Linked DNA regions of Sus scrofa: region 1 is linked to region 2. Evidence: chromatin contacts called from public Hi-C data. All regions are on one chromosome and are shown on one strand. Each heading gives the region's core, a stretch centred on a gene start, on an enhancer-like site or on the middle of the called end of the contact. The rest is flanking DNA. Distances are from core to core; before and after follow the strand shown. Region 1 overlaps NR3C2 (mineralocorticoid receptor). Region 2 holds the start of NR3C2 (mineralocorticoid receptor).

Region 1 (6,003 bases), core at 3,085-5,584, 82 kb before region 2:
ACTGCCCAGTATTCATCCACCAAGAAACACACCAAAGCAATTCTCATTCTTTGCTCACAAACCTGCCTCCTATTTCCTTTCCCATCTACCAGATGCCAACACTGGGTGGGTCCCAGGTATCATCCTGAACTCTCCCTCCTCCCCAAAGCCCTCCATCAATCACTCACCGAGTCCTGTTGATTGCACTTGTGTCTTCTAGATTCAGCACTTCACCTGACACCCCTGTCTTAGGGGTGGACACACCTCTTGCCACCCGAGGCCAGTCACCTGCCTGCTCCCTCTTCTCCGGGCTCACTCGGTCACCACCAGCCCTGCACAGGCTCTGGCACGGTCACCTCTGAGCCTTTGCACACTTTGGGTTTCCCCTTAAAGTCACTTACTGTCCGGGGAAGGAGAGCTCTAATTTCTCTGGCTGGGATGTGCTTTTTAACATTTACAAAGTGTTTCAACTGAATTGCTACTTCCTCAAAGAAGAGACTCCCAGGAAGGGAGCACAACCCCAAGCTGTGCAGTAGCACTTTAAATAGCAGTGCTTGGAGTTCCCGTTGTGACTCAGTGGTTAACGAATTTCACTAGGACCCATGAGATTGCAGGTATGATCCCTGGCCTTGCTCAGTGGGTTAAGGATCTGGCGTTGCCGTGAGCTGTGCTGTGGGTCACAGACACAGCTCAGATCCCATGTTGCTGTGGCCCTGGCGTAGGCCGGCAGCTACAGCTTAGATTGGACCCCTAGCCTGAGAATCTCCATGTGCTGCAGGTGCGGCCATAGAAAAGACAAACAAATAAGTAGCAATGCTTATTTCTAGTAACCCCCTCACACCCCCACCTGTCTCTCCTATTGTTATTACTACATCATCATTAGTTTTAATAACAACTAAACAAAGGTGGCAGATTTTTGTTATTCATAAAATTCACGTGGTACTTGAACATACATACTCCCAAAGTTAATCCCTCCATGGTCCTAGTTACACCAAGGGCAACCAGGAGTCCTTATATTCTGTCAGTATATAGTGGCTCATTAAATGTGACTAAGGGAGGGGCCGCCTCACACCAGTTGTAACAGCAAGTATCAAAAAGTCTCCAAGTGGAGTTCCCATTGTGGCACAGCAGAAACGAATCCGACTAGGAGCCATGAGGTTGTGGGTTCGATCCTTGGCCCTGCTCAGAGGGTTAAGGATCTGGCATTGCCATGAGCTGTGGTGTAGGTCAAAGACAAGGCTTGGATCTGGCATTGCTGTGGCTGTGGTGTAGGCCGGCAGCAACAGCTCCCATTATACCCCTAGCCTGTGAACCTCCATATGCCATGGGTGTGGTCCTAAAAAGACAAAAAAAAGTGTACAAGTAATGGGAGTTCCCTGGTGGCTCAGTGGGTTAAGGACCTGGTATTGTCACTGCTATGGCTCAGGTTGCTGCTGTGGCATGGATTTGATTCCTGCGCAGGGAACTTCCACATGCCACAAGCATGGCCAAAAAAAGTCTATAAATAATAAATGCTGTGGAAAAAAAGGAACCCTCCTACACTGTTGATGGGAATGTAAACTGGCATAGCCACTATGAAGAACAGTAAAGAGCTTCCTTTAAAAACTAAAAATAGAGCTACCATGTAATCCTGCAATCCCACATCTGGGCATATATCCAGAGAAAAACATAATTTGAAAAGACACATGTACCTCAAGGCTAACTGCAGCAGTATTTACAATAGTCAAGACATGGAAGCAACCTAAATGTCCATCAATAGATGAATGGATAAAGAAGGTGTGAGATTGGGGCAGGGGCAGGAATATTACTCAACCACAAAAAAAGAACAATGCCATTTGCACAGCAAAGGAAAACAAAAAGACAACTTACAGAATGGGAGAAAATAGTTTCAAATGATGCAACTGACAAGGGCCTAATCTCTAAAATATACAAACAACTTATACAACTCAACAGCAAAAAAGCCAACAACCCAATTGAAAAATGGGCATAGGACTTGAATAGACATTTCTCCAAGGAAGATATACAGATGGCCAACAAGCACTTGAAACAATGCTCAACATCACTGATCATTAGAGAAATGCAAATCAAAACTTCCACAAGGAGTTCCCGTTGTGGCGCAGTGGTTAACAAATCTAACTAGGAACCATGAGGTTTCGGGTTTGATCCCTACCTTTGCTCAGTGGATTAAGCATCGGGCATTGCCGTGAGCTGTGGTATAGGTTTCAGATGCGGCTCGGATCCCACGTTGCTGTGGTTCTGGCGTAGGCTGGCAGCTACAGCTCTGATTAGACTCCTAGCCTGGGAACCTCCATACGCTGCAGGAGCAGCCCAAGAAACGGCAAAAAGATAAAACAAAAAACAAAAAACAAAAAACTTCCATGAGATACCACCTCGCACCAGCCAGAATGGCCATAATTATTAAGTCCACAAATAACGAATGCTGGAGGGGGTGTGGAGGAAATGGAACCCTCCTTCACTGTTGGTGGGAATGTAAGCTGGTACAACCATTATGGAGAACAGTATGGAGGTATCTTAGAAAACTATACATAGAACTACCATATGACCCAGCAATCCCACTCTTGGGCATATATCCAGACAAAACTTTCCTTAAAAAAGACACATGCACCCACACATTCATTGCATGTTCTTGGCAGCACTATTCACAATATCCAAGACATGGAATCAACGTAAATATCCACTGATAGATGACTGGATCAGGAAGATGTGGTATATATACACAATGGAATACTACTCAGTCGTAAAAAAGAACAAAACAATGCCATTTACAGCAACATGGATGGAACTAGAAACACTCATCCTGAGTGAAGTAAGTCAGAAAGAGAAAGACAAATACCATATGATATCACTTATATCTGGAATCTAATATAGGGCACAAAGGAACCTTTCCACAGAAAAGAAAATCATGGACTTGGAGAATTGACTTGTGGTTGCCAAGGGGGAAGGGGGAGGAATGGGACAGACTGGGAGCTTGGGGTAAACAGATGTAGAATGTTGCCTTTGGGATGGATTAGCAATGAGATCCTGCTGTGTATCATTGGGAACTCTGTCTAGTCACTTATGATGGAACACGTAATGTGAGAAAAAAGAATGTATACATGTACATGTAACTGGGTCACCATGCTGTACAGTAGAAAAAAAAATTTATATATAAATAAATGATTAAAAAAAAGAAAGAAATACCAATAAATAAATAAATAAATTAGAAGTCTAAGCTGAAAAGGAATGGATATACGTCTACGTATAACTGATTTACTTTGCGGTATGCCTGAAATTAACACAACTTTGTAAGTCAACTATATGCCAATAAAATTAAAAAAAAAACAAATTAGCATCCTGGTTTGCACAGACATATATAAGTCAGCTTCTAAAGCTCTTCATCTGCACTTAGCCTCGTTTTATGACATTCGCCTGCAGAAATGTAAATGCCCAAGTGGAAGCATTATCAGAAACAGACACTTGACTTGAAGCACAGAAAATTAGTTGAACAACAATAAAAAAATCAACTGACAAAACTTAACTGGTAACAGATCTGAAAACCGACAAGCATTTTTTCTTCAGCATGAATGTAATCACCACGCTCACCCTTCCTCTTAAATCCTTCACAGCTTCTCCAAATTTTATTTTTATTTATTTTTTATTTTTATTTTTTGTCTTTTTGCTATTTCTTGGGCCGCTCCTGCGGCATATGGAGGTTCCCAGGCTAGGGGTCCAATCGGAGCTGCAGCCACCGGCCTACACCAGAGCCACAGCAACGTGGGATCCGAGCCGCGTCTGCAACCTACACCACAGTTCACGGCAACACCGGATCTTTAACCCACTGAGCAAGGGCAGGGACTGAACCCGCAACCTCATGGTTCCTAGTCAGATTCGTTAACCACTGCGCCACGACAAGAACTCCGCTTCTCCAAATTTTAAAGCATCATGTGCCGTTTCTCCACAGCACATGGACTGTGCCCACTCTGATGTCACTATAGAAATCCTTATTCTGAGTCACTCATTTTCCCCTCTCGGCAGGATCCTAATGAGGAGAACAAGACAGACGGGGGCAGGATGATGTTGCGGGTGCAGGGCGCAGTAAGCTACTCTGTTAAAAGCCACACGACTTCCCTGGGAGCTCAGGGCTAGCTAGGATGGCTGGCTGTCTCTCCAAGCACCCCGCAGAAATCACACAGAATCAGATGCAAAGGATGACCCTGAGGGGCTGGAACCCAGCACAGCGTTTTTAGAAGCAGTAACTTTCTAAATTGGTCACAGCCTGCTTTCCTGTAGACCTCGATGGTGCGGCCAGCCCGTCCTCAGGGTGGCATGCGCTTTGAAGTGTTTTGCTAGCAGTGGTGATGGATGGGAAGATCTGCCCCCTGGGGATGGATGGCCAGTGACAGGTGTGAGACAACTGGCCAGACTCAGCCATGCAGTCTGACCAGAAAACAAGGCAGAGCTCCTGCTGTTTAGGGAAGGAAACCTGGATCTGGGGCCCCACATACTGCAGGACTGACCTGGTCAGACAGGCTACCAAAGGCATGAAAACCGACAGGAGCGCTCAGAGGACAGCTTTTTCTGTCTACTTGCTACTTATTTTCTTAGGGCTCAACATCTGGAGTCACCTCACTGCAAATCAATTAAAATAACTTGACAGTTAAATGACAGCAAAACCCTGACTTGGTAATGAAAATTTTATTCTGCTACGGATTTTCTTTTTCTACTTTTTTTTTTAAATTAAAGTATAGCTGATTTGCAACATTGTGCCACTTTCTACTGTACAGCAAAGTGATCCAGTTATCCATACACTACATTCTTTTTCTCATACTATCTTCCATCATGTTCTACCCCAAGAGACTGGATACAGTTCTCTATGCTATACAGCAGGACCTCACTGCTTATCTATTCTAAATGTAGTACTTTGCATCTACTAACCCAAAACTCCCTGTCCATCCCACTCTCTCCCCTCTCCCCCTTGGCAACCACAAGTCTGTTCTCTGTGAGTCTGTTTTATTTGATTTTTCTAACCATACCACTTTCAGGATTACCTTCATAAGAAAAACCTTAGTTTGTTCTTAGCTTATTCTGCTAAGATTTTTCTTATGAAAGTAATTCTGAAAGTAGTATGGTTAGAAGAATCATATAATTAGCCTTCTATGTAACATTTTTTTCCAATGTCTGTGTGTGTGTGTGTGTGTGTGTGTGTGCCTGTGTGTGTCAGTAAGCCTTACATGTGAAAGAAACAGATGTGTATTATTTTGGGTAAAGCTACATGGAATTCTGCCAAAATCAATAGGTTTAGATAGGGGTTTCCCTAATTATGCAGTTTATAAGAAATAGAAATGGATGAATGGGAGAGGGTGCTAAAGTTTGGAAAAAACAAGATATGCTCACAGTCTGGTTTACTTTAAAATAAAACAGAAAAAAAAACCCTCAATCTTACCAGTAAGTATTATTTAGAAAGTAAGTTATAAATGTTAAGTTTCCTTCATTACTTTTAATTCTTATAATCATGGGGGACAAAGGATAGCTGGTAAAAACTTCTCTGGACCTGTCTGCAGAGGGAAGTAGATAAGGGCCAAGGACCCTTTGGTTAACGACTTTCTAATTCTACAATTCTATAAATATACAGAGACAAAAGAGGCTCCCAAAGACACTATTACATCACAGAACTGAACAGGCATATCCTGTGTTACAGAAAGTGAAAATTTTATACCAATAATCTTGTGTATAAACAGTCAATTTAAACAAAGTCTCTAATCCATGAGAGAGAAAACAAACAGAAAAAAAATTTCAAAAGCACCAAGAATTTTAGAGGGATGCCAATTTTAGAGGGATGTTCAAATTTACACTGACCATTTTTCTTAAAATTTTGCTAAAATGAAAACATGATCTACCTATCACGTGAGAGATAGGTACCACAATAGAAATTATACAAATGGAGAAACGAAAGATTAGATACAAATGAGGTCATTGCTTAAGGGCATAAACCAGTGAGTGACAGAAAGATTAAAAGGACAAGGA
Region 2 (6,524 bases), core at 1,001-3,500:
AGGGGGTGCACATAATTGGGAGAAACAAACAAGAGTGGCAAGGAAACAAACTGTTTCCTAAGGATCAAGTGTATGCAAGAAGAAATTTCGGTTTCCCTCCAACCGCCTCCACCTCGACTCTCCTCCCGCCCACCCAAAACATTGTAGTTACTAAGCAAAAGATGAGCTTCTTAACTTTGATTTCTAAGGACTGTGAGGCTCCGCGTAAGAGGCTCCGTTTTAGATTCCCGACTGGCCCACAGTCAACACCAGTGACGTACACACCTAAATCTGGTCCCCCGGCCCTTCGCGACCCGCAGCCCGGCGGCGGCAGCTGTGCTGCCTCCCGCCTCACCCTTGCCGCACACCAGCCACACTGGGAAGACTGGTGCACTGGGGTGGGGGTGGGGGGGGCGGTTCTCCCAGTGCCCCAAGGCCCCTCCTCTTCTTACAGTTAATTAAGCTTCGGGATTCCAGACTCTGAACCCAGGAAGATTCGAACTCCCAGCCGCCCCAGGTAGGGAACTCCCTGGCGGCGGGAGTGACAGCAGCAGCGCAGGAGAGCTGGTCCCGGCCCCTGATTCAGGTGCTCGCAGTCCTCGCGCTGAGCGCCCCCGGTGCCCCACAGCCGGGAGTCCTCGCAAGTGTCCCAACTTTCCCGTAGGGCCCTCAGTTTTGCGCACTCTCCCGGCCAAGCGAGCTGCCAGGCATCGATCGCACTCGGGGCGGAAAGCAGGCGGCGGGCAGAAGCGAGGGGGGAGTCTCAGACCCAGCGCCTGGGCACGCGAGGAGACGGCGTCTCCGCCTGCGCTGCCGAATTATTCATTACTTAAGGAATGGACGTGCCTCTTTTACTAAGTTTTTACCTCCCTTACGGAGGGCTGGTCTTGCCCTGGATCTCAGCTTCTTGCAAAATCTAGGTTAGAATCTTGCAGGGACAGCCGCCGCGATTGCTCGCCTGCTGCCCAGCACCCCTGCCCGAAGGCAGCCGCGCGGGCACCTAGTCTCCTGCCCGCAGCCCACCTCGGTTTGCGAACCCGCGCTCTCTGCGCAGACCGTGCCTTGCCCAGGGCCGCCTTGCGATTCCCGGGCCCCCTCCCACCGCTGTCAGCGCAAAGTGACTGTCGCTGCACTCACCTTTTCTAGGACATGGTGGGGAGGCTGGGGCGCGGGGCGGGGGGTGGGTGGGGGCAGCCACACTCCTGCTGCCTCCGCCGCCAGCAGCAACTCCAATATTAGCGGATTGGCAGTAAGGATGGAGAGGAAGATAATCCGGCAGTCGCCCTACTGACGGTGGGTAGAGCAATAGAGCAGTAGTGTTGTTACCCCGCAGGAGGAGGCAAGGCGGCGGCGCCAAATAGCGCAGAGGAGGACGCGGGTGCCTGCCCGCCCCCAGCAGCGGCGGCCGCGGCTCTAGCGGGCCCCTCTCCCGAGGCTGCTGGCCTCCGGGCGGTGACGACGGTGGCTCTGTGAGCCGGGAAGTCCGGCGGGATGACCCCGCGCCGGTCTCCCCGCAGCAGGCTCTCCGCGCCCCCTCCCCGGGCCTGGGGTGACCGGTGACAGCTCCGGCTACGGAGCGTGTAAGTGTGTGTGGGCGAGTGTGTGTTGAGGGGGCGGCTTCAGGGGGAGCCCGCGGCGCCGCAGCCCCCTTCTCGGGTCACACCCTCACCAGCGGGAGGAGGCAGCAAAGCATCCAGACACCGGCTTGCGGGAAACAGGGGCTGGGGGTGCCGATGGCCGCCCTCCCACCCTGGCCCCTGGCTGTAAGGAGGCCGAGGGCAAACGGAACCCCAATGCACGTCACCCAACACCCCTCCCCCCGGTTCCCCAAAGCCCGGCCCTGACCTCGCGCCCCGGCCTCAGGTGCAGTTCCCAGCCGCTGGGGTAGACGCGAGCTAGGGACCACGCGCGGGGGGCGGGAGGGAAAAGTTTCTTTTCCTGCCGCCTGGCTGCCCACCCGGCGAGACGGCTCCTCTCCCCCCTCGGTCTCCCGCTCGCCGCGCCTCTGCCCCACCCCCACCGTGGGGGGGTGCCGAGGAAGGACCGGGTGTCTGCGCGCGGGGGCGTGTGGGGAGAGCGGCGAGGAGCGGCGGCCGCCACCGGTCCCTTCGCGGTGACAGCGGCTCAGAAGCCGCCGCCGCCAGCTCCGCGAAGCGAGCCGAGGAAGGGGCTGGGAGCCAGGCCCCCTCCCATCTCCGCTCGCCGAGCGCCGCGCGCCCCCGTGCCGCCCCGCGCGCCCCCGCGGCCCGGGCAGACACCTACGCCGACGCGAAAGTGAAAGGGGCGACGGAGCCAGGAGGGCGGCTGGCGGCGCGCGGGCGCGCGGCGGGGGGCGGAGGGCGGAGCGGTGACCCGCGATCCAGGGATTCTCAGGCTCCGGCTGCCCTGCGGAGCCGCAAGCGCCTCCTGGCTCCAGAGAAGTCCCACGTCCCCCTCCCCCCCCGGCCACACAAATCACCCCCATCGGAGCAAAAGTGTGCATGTGTGCGCGTGTTCAGGAGCACTCACGTGTGTGACAGACGCTTCAGCCCCAGCCTTTTCTACCTCACCGTTACATTTACACTTAGTGGAAGATTGGGGCGGGGGGAACTTGTGGCTATCACTACCGTTTACAGACCCCTGCTTGCTGTCCTTTACGACTCAGTTAAACCCCTTGAACTGACCACACATGCCCTTTTCCTGGCTTAACACTCTTTTTCCTACAGACTTTATTGACCCCCTCCCCCTGCCCTTTGCTGGTTCTTTCCCATTTTCTTTCTAAATAGCTGTGAAAGTTGTTAATCCCGTCCCACACAAAACCGTGTTAATCACGGAGCTGCGCTGTTAAAACAATCACTGCCTCTCTTCAACCACGTTCCCCCTCGATCCTAGCCTTGAGCTGTCCATTGCGTTGTCACCCACACAGCGTTGGCACTACCCCGTGGCTCGAGGTGGCATTTGGCCTCTAGCAAAACAACCTTTCTCCTGTTCCCTTATGTGGAGAGAATTTAAGTTCATAAGGTACTATGCTTTAGGTGAAATCAAGAAAATAATTAAATGATAAATTTTCAAAATTAACGTAATAAATATCTAGCGAACTTTTAAAAAGAACCATCATTGACAAGTGTACTGATTGCAAAAACTGAATTTTGAAATTCATCAAAAATAGATGGTTGGCGTTGATTGATATAAATGGAAGGATGGATAGATATGTGATTAAAACATGTTTATGGTACAGTATTCATGGCAGGATCTAGGTACGTATACAGGTGTTCACTGCAAAATTCCTTCAACTTTTTTTGTATGTTTGTAATTTTCATAATTAAATGTTAGAGAAAAAGACCCTTCATTTAATGTAAACTTTATAATGTAAATTCAGTTTACAAAAGTTGATAAGTTAGGCATTGATTATTCCTTTCCCCTTTATCAAACTGTTTTCTTCAAATATTCTTTACATAGGTTCTCCACCACTCTTTTAATCAGTAATTTCCATTACAGACAACCACTCAGGGATCAGACTCTGTTGTAAAGTGGGGTTATTATAACTGCAACATTTTAGAAATCTAGAAGATTTCTTCCTGCATTTTCTCTTGTCCAATCTCAAATTTTAATCTTCTGTGCTTCAAAATAGTTTGGGTTTATAACACTGAGCTTTTAAACATATTCTTTTGAAACTTTTTCACACTAAAATAGCTTGCAGGGAGGTCCATATTCCTGAAGGTATATCAGCATCTTTCGACAGAGATGTTAGGAGAATCTTGCCATGACTAATAGGCAAACCTTTATTTGTTTGTGGATATTTGAACCATTAAATTTCTCTCTTCTCCCAATTTCCTTTTGCTGGCTGTAAGAGGTGGTCTTGTGCCACCCTAAAAAGAAATCAGCTCCACGATCAATCTTCGGCTCCCTCATCTGAAGATTTTGCTGGGAATCACCCCACAAAAGACGTCTCTGCAAGACTCCATCAGAGATGGAGATGCGGGTTTTTCTAGTTGTTCAGAACTCTTTGTTCCAAAGGTTCCAATGGCCATTACTAAAGAGCCCTACCAGCTTTAAAAATGTATACCTAGAAATGTCATCACTTGCTTAAGCTGTCTCTTAACAAACTTTGTTCTTTTCCTCCTTTTAGAAATATTTTTTTCTTTGCAAAAGGATGGAAACAAGCTTTTAAGAAAAATAAAAATCAAAACAGGAAAAGCACAGAAAAGGACCTTAACTTCATTTCCAAATAGCTGGAGACTATTTACAGCTGCCAAATAGTCTAAAACCTGGAAGCAGCATCCACTATCTCCCTTTTGACAGTTGTTCACCCTCCTTTTACAGTCGCTGTACCTCAGGACACCTCCCTCCTTCATCCCATTACTGTCAAACTCCCTGAAGCTTGCTACCATAAGGTGCTTGGCTCAGCTTTTGCAATTTACATGTGTGACATCATATCCTCTATTATATAACTTCAGATACAAAGCCTAATATCATCTAAGTTTGTGTTGGAAAAAAATCCTCCCTTGCTCTTTATTTCAGCTTTAGCAGAGCCACCCCTTAGTTTTCTGATCCTAATCCCATAGTCTTCAAACAGCTGACACTGGGGGAAAGAAAAAAATGCATGGAGTTGCTTAAGCTGTGAGATTATAAGCAACTCCCCCCAAATTGAATATATTTTGAAATGTATTAAAATACTTCTCCTTTATATCTTTATTTACTGACAAGAAAGTAAACCCCACAAGGTGTCATATAATTTAATTGTATTCAGTAATTTTACAAAGTTAAAGGCTATGCATTTGGTCATAGATAACTTCATTAATAAGCCTAGCCATGCTGGCATTTTTTTTTTCTTTCTAAAAAGATAGACTTCTCCCCACCCCCAGCTCTTTTCTTACCAGCTGTTAGAAAGAGTTGAGAAAGACAGAGAGTCAGAGAGAGAAAGGAGGGAGGGGGGTTGGAGAGAGAAGATGAATAGAGGAATAATATAAGATAGAACTTCTTTGTTTTTGGAAAACACACATGCTGCAGTTTATAAACATTGCAAGCAAATAAGAAATTGTGGACCAGAAGAGAAATACAAAACATATCAGGGTTTTTGTTAATATCCACAATAGAAACAAACTCAGTTTTCCGGACTATTTGGAATATTTTTATTAGCTTTGGTTATTCATTAATCTCCATATTTGTTTACCTAACTATTTATTCATCTGTCTATCTTAATTTCATTCGTAGTCATTTTAAATAGAAAACACACAAACCTAATACATTTCTATGACCAGATTTTGAGATGACAGAGGAACCAAACAGCACATGCATCACAATTAGTATGCCATATTATTAGAAGCAAATCAGATTTCACTGTGCCTACACTGATGTTCTAAATTTAGAAATAATGTACAGTATTTGAAAAGGGGGGGAGGAGCTTAGAGCAGTGTATTTTAATAAAAATAAAGATATGTGCAATTTCTTTTCTTCTTTTTCTTGGTTTACTGCAGGAAATTCAACACCTTTAAATAACTGTGCTAATCTTACATAAATAACTGCATGGTTTGTGTACTCATTAGAATTATGCATGGAGGCTGTTTCTCTGATATTATGTGCAGGAAAAACTGCAGAAAAGTGAAACAATCCAGTGGGTCAGGTGTGGGAAATAGCGTCTCTGTTGAACTTGATGAAAAACTCATTTAGAATTTCTCATTAGGACTTCACAGGAGCAGTTAGCTTTTCAGTAGTTGGCACTATATTTTTAGCAGCATTTTAACAGCTGTCAGTAACAACTAAGACAACATTTTGATCAACACTATTTTTTTTAATTCTAACAAAGATGATTGCAAAGAAACAAAATCCTTCAGAATTTAAATGATAGCTCTGAGAACAAAAACAAAAAAAATATTTTCTAGTGACATAAAATGTTAACAATGCCTCAAGGGCAGCAAAAAGGTATCCACATAAGATGAGACCAAGTGAATTCTTAACTTTTAATTTTCTGATGCCTATGTACGTATAATAAAGATGACCTTAGTCTTAAAAGGTACATTCAATATCAGAAACAGAAACCTTAAGAATAAGAGAACATGCACTGTATATTGTTATATATTTGCAAGTAGGTCAAGAATAGCCATATGGGCACCCAAAATGAACACAATTTTTTCCCTAACGTTAGAGTTTATAAAGGGAGGTTATCACATGTCAGATATATGACACTGGAAATAGCAGACAAAAAAAATGTAAGAAGCTTCATGACAGATGTCATCTTTATTCCTAAAGATAGAGGTGAATTTGCTGTGGGTAATGCATTACAAAGCAAACTAAAACTAATCTCTGCAAGTGTCAAATTTCCCTTTCACCTGCAGTCTCCCTAAATTGAGTGATTTTTGTTCTAATGGAAGGAATGGTATATTATTATAGCAGCCTACTGAATTATCTTATTCAGAGGTCATCTGCTCATTTCGAGGACCTAATCCAAGTTTTGAGTTTGTCCCAAAGAAGGCAGCTGAGTATTTCCCACTTCATCTAGCTGGCACAGTGGAGAGAATGAATGCATTCTTAGATCAAGTGATATTTTTATTATATTGCATGTGTTT

Evidence for each region. A called contact is a pair of places that touch in the nucleus more often than the background predicts.
Region 1: a contact with region 2 is called in a Hi-C map of skeletal muscle, with 3 times the contacts expected there. The contact joins the enhancer-like site here to the promoter of NR3C2 in region 2. A contact is called at or near these places in 7 of 47 Hi-C or Micro-C datasets (embryonic fibroblasts, fetal heart ventricle, fetal skeletal muscle and 2 more) and 2 of 2 datasets of contacts at active chromatin or transcription factors (alveolar macrophages and skeletal muscle).

Annotation. Positions count from the first base shown.
Region 1 is chr8:80,383,027-80,389,029 of Sscrofa11.1, reverse strand. All of the region lies in intron 2 of NR3C2 (mineralocorticoid receptor), which reads right to left. Among named protein-coding and RNA genes, the nearest start is that of NR3C2, 83 kb to the right of the region's middle. Within about 2 kb of position 4,334, at least 3 of the 83 cell types and tissues checked have an H3K27ac peak or open chromatin away from gene starts, as enhancers often do. A contact at or near this core is called in fetal skeletal muscle and skeletal muscle, where this site is marked.
Region 2 is chr8:80,298,898-80,305,421 of Sscrofa11.1, reverse strand. It overlaps NR3C2 (mineralocorticoid receptor), which reads right to left and starts at 2,250. Exons shown (of 9, transcript XM_021100657.1): 1 at 1,825-2,250. It overlaps LOC110261980 (a long non-coding RNA gene), which reads left to right and starts at 1,163. Exons shown (of 3, transcript XR_002346407.1): 1 at 1,163-1,272.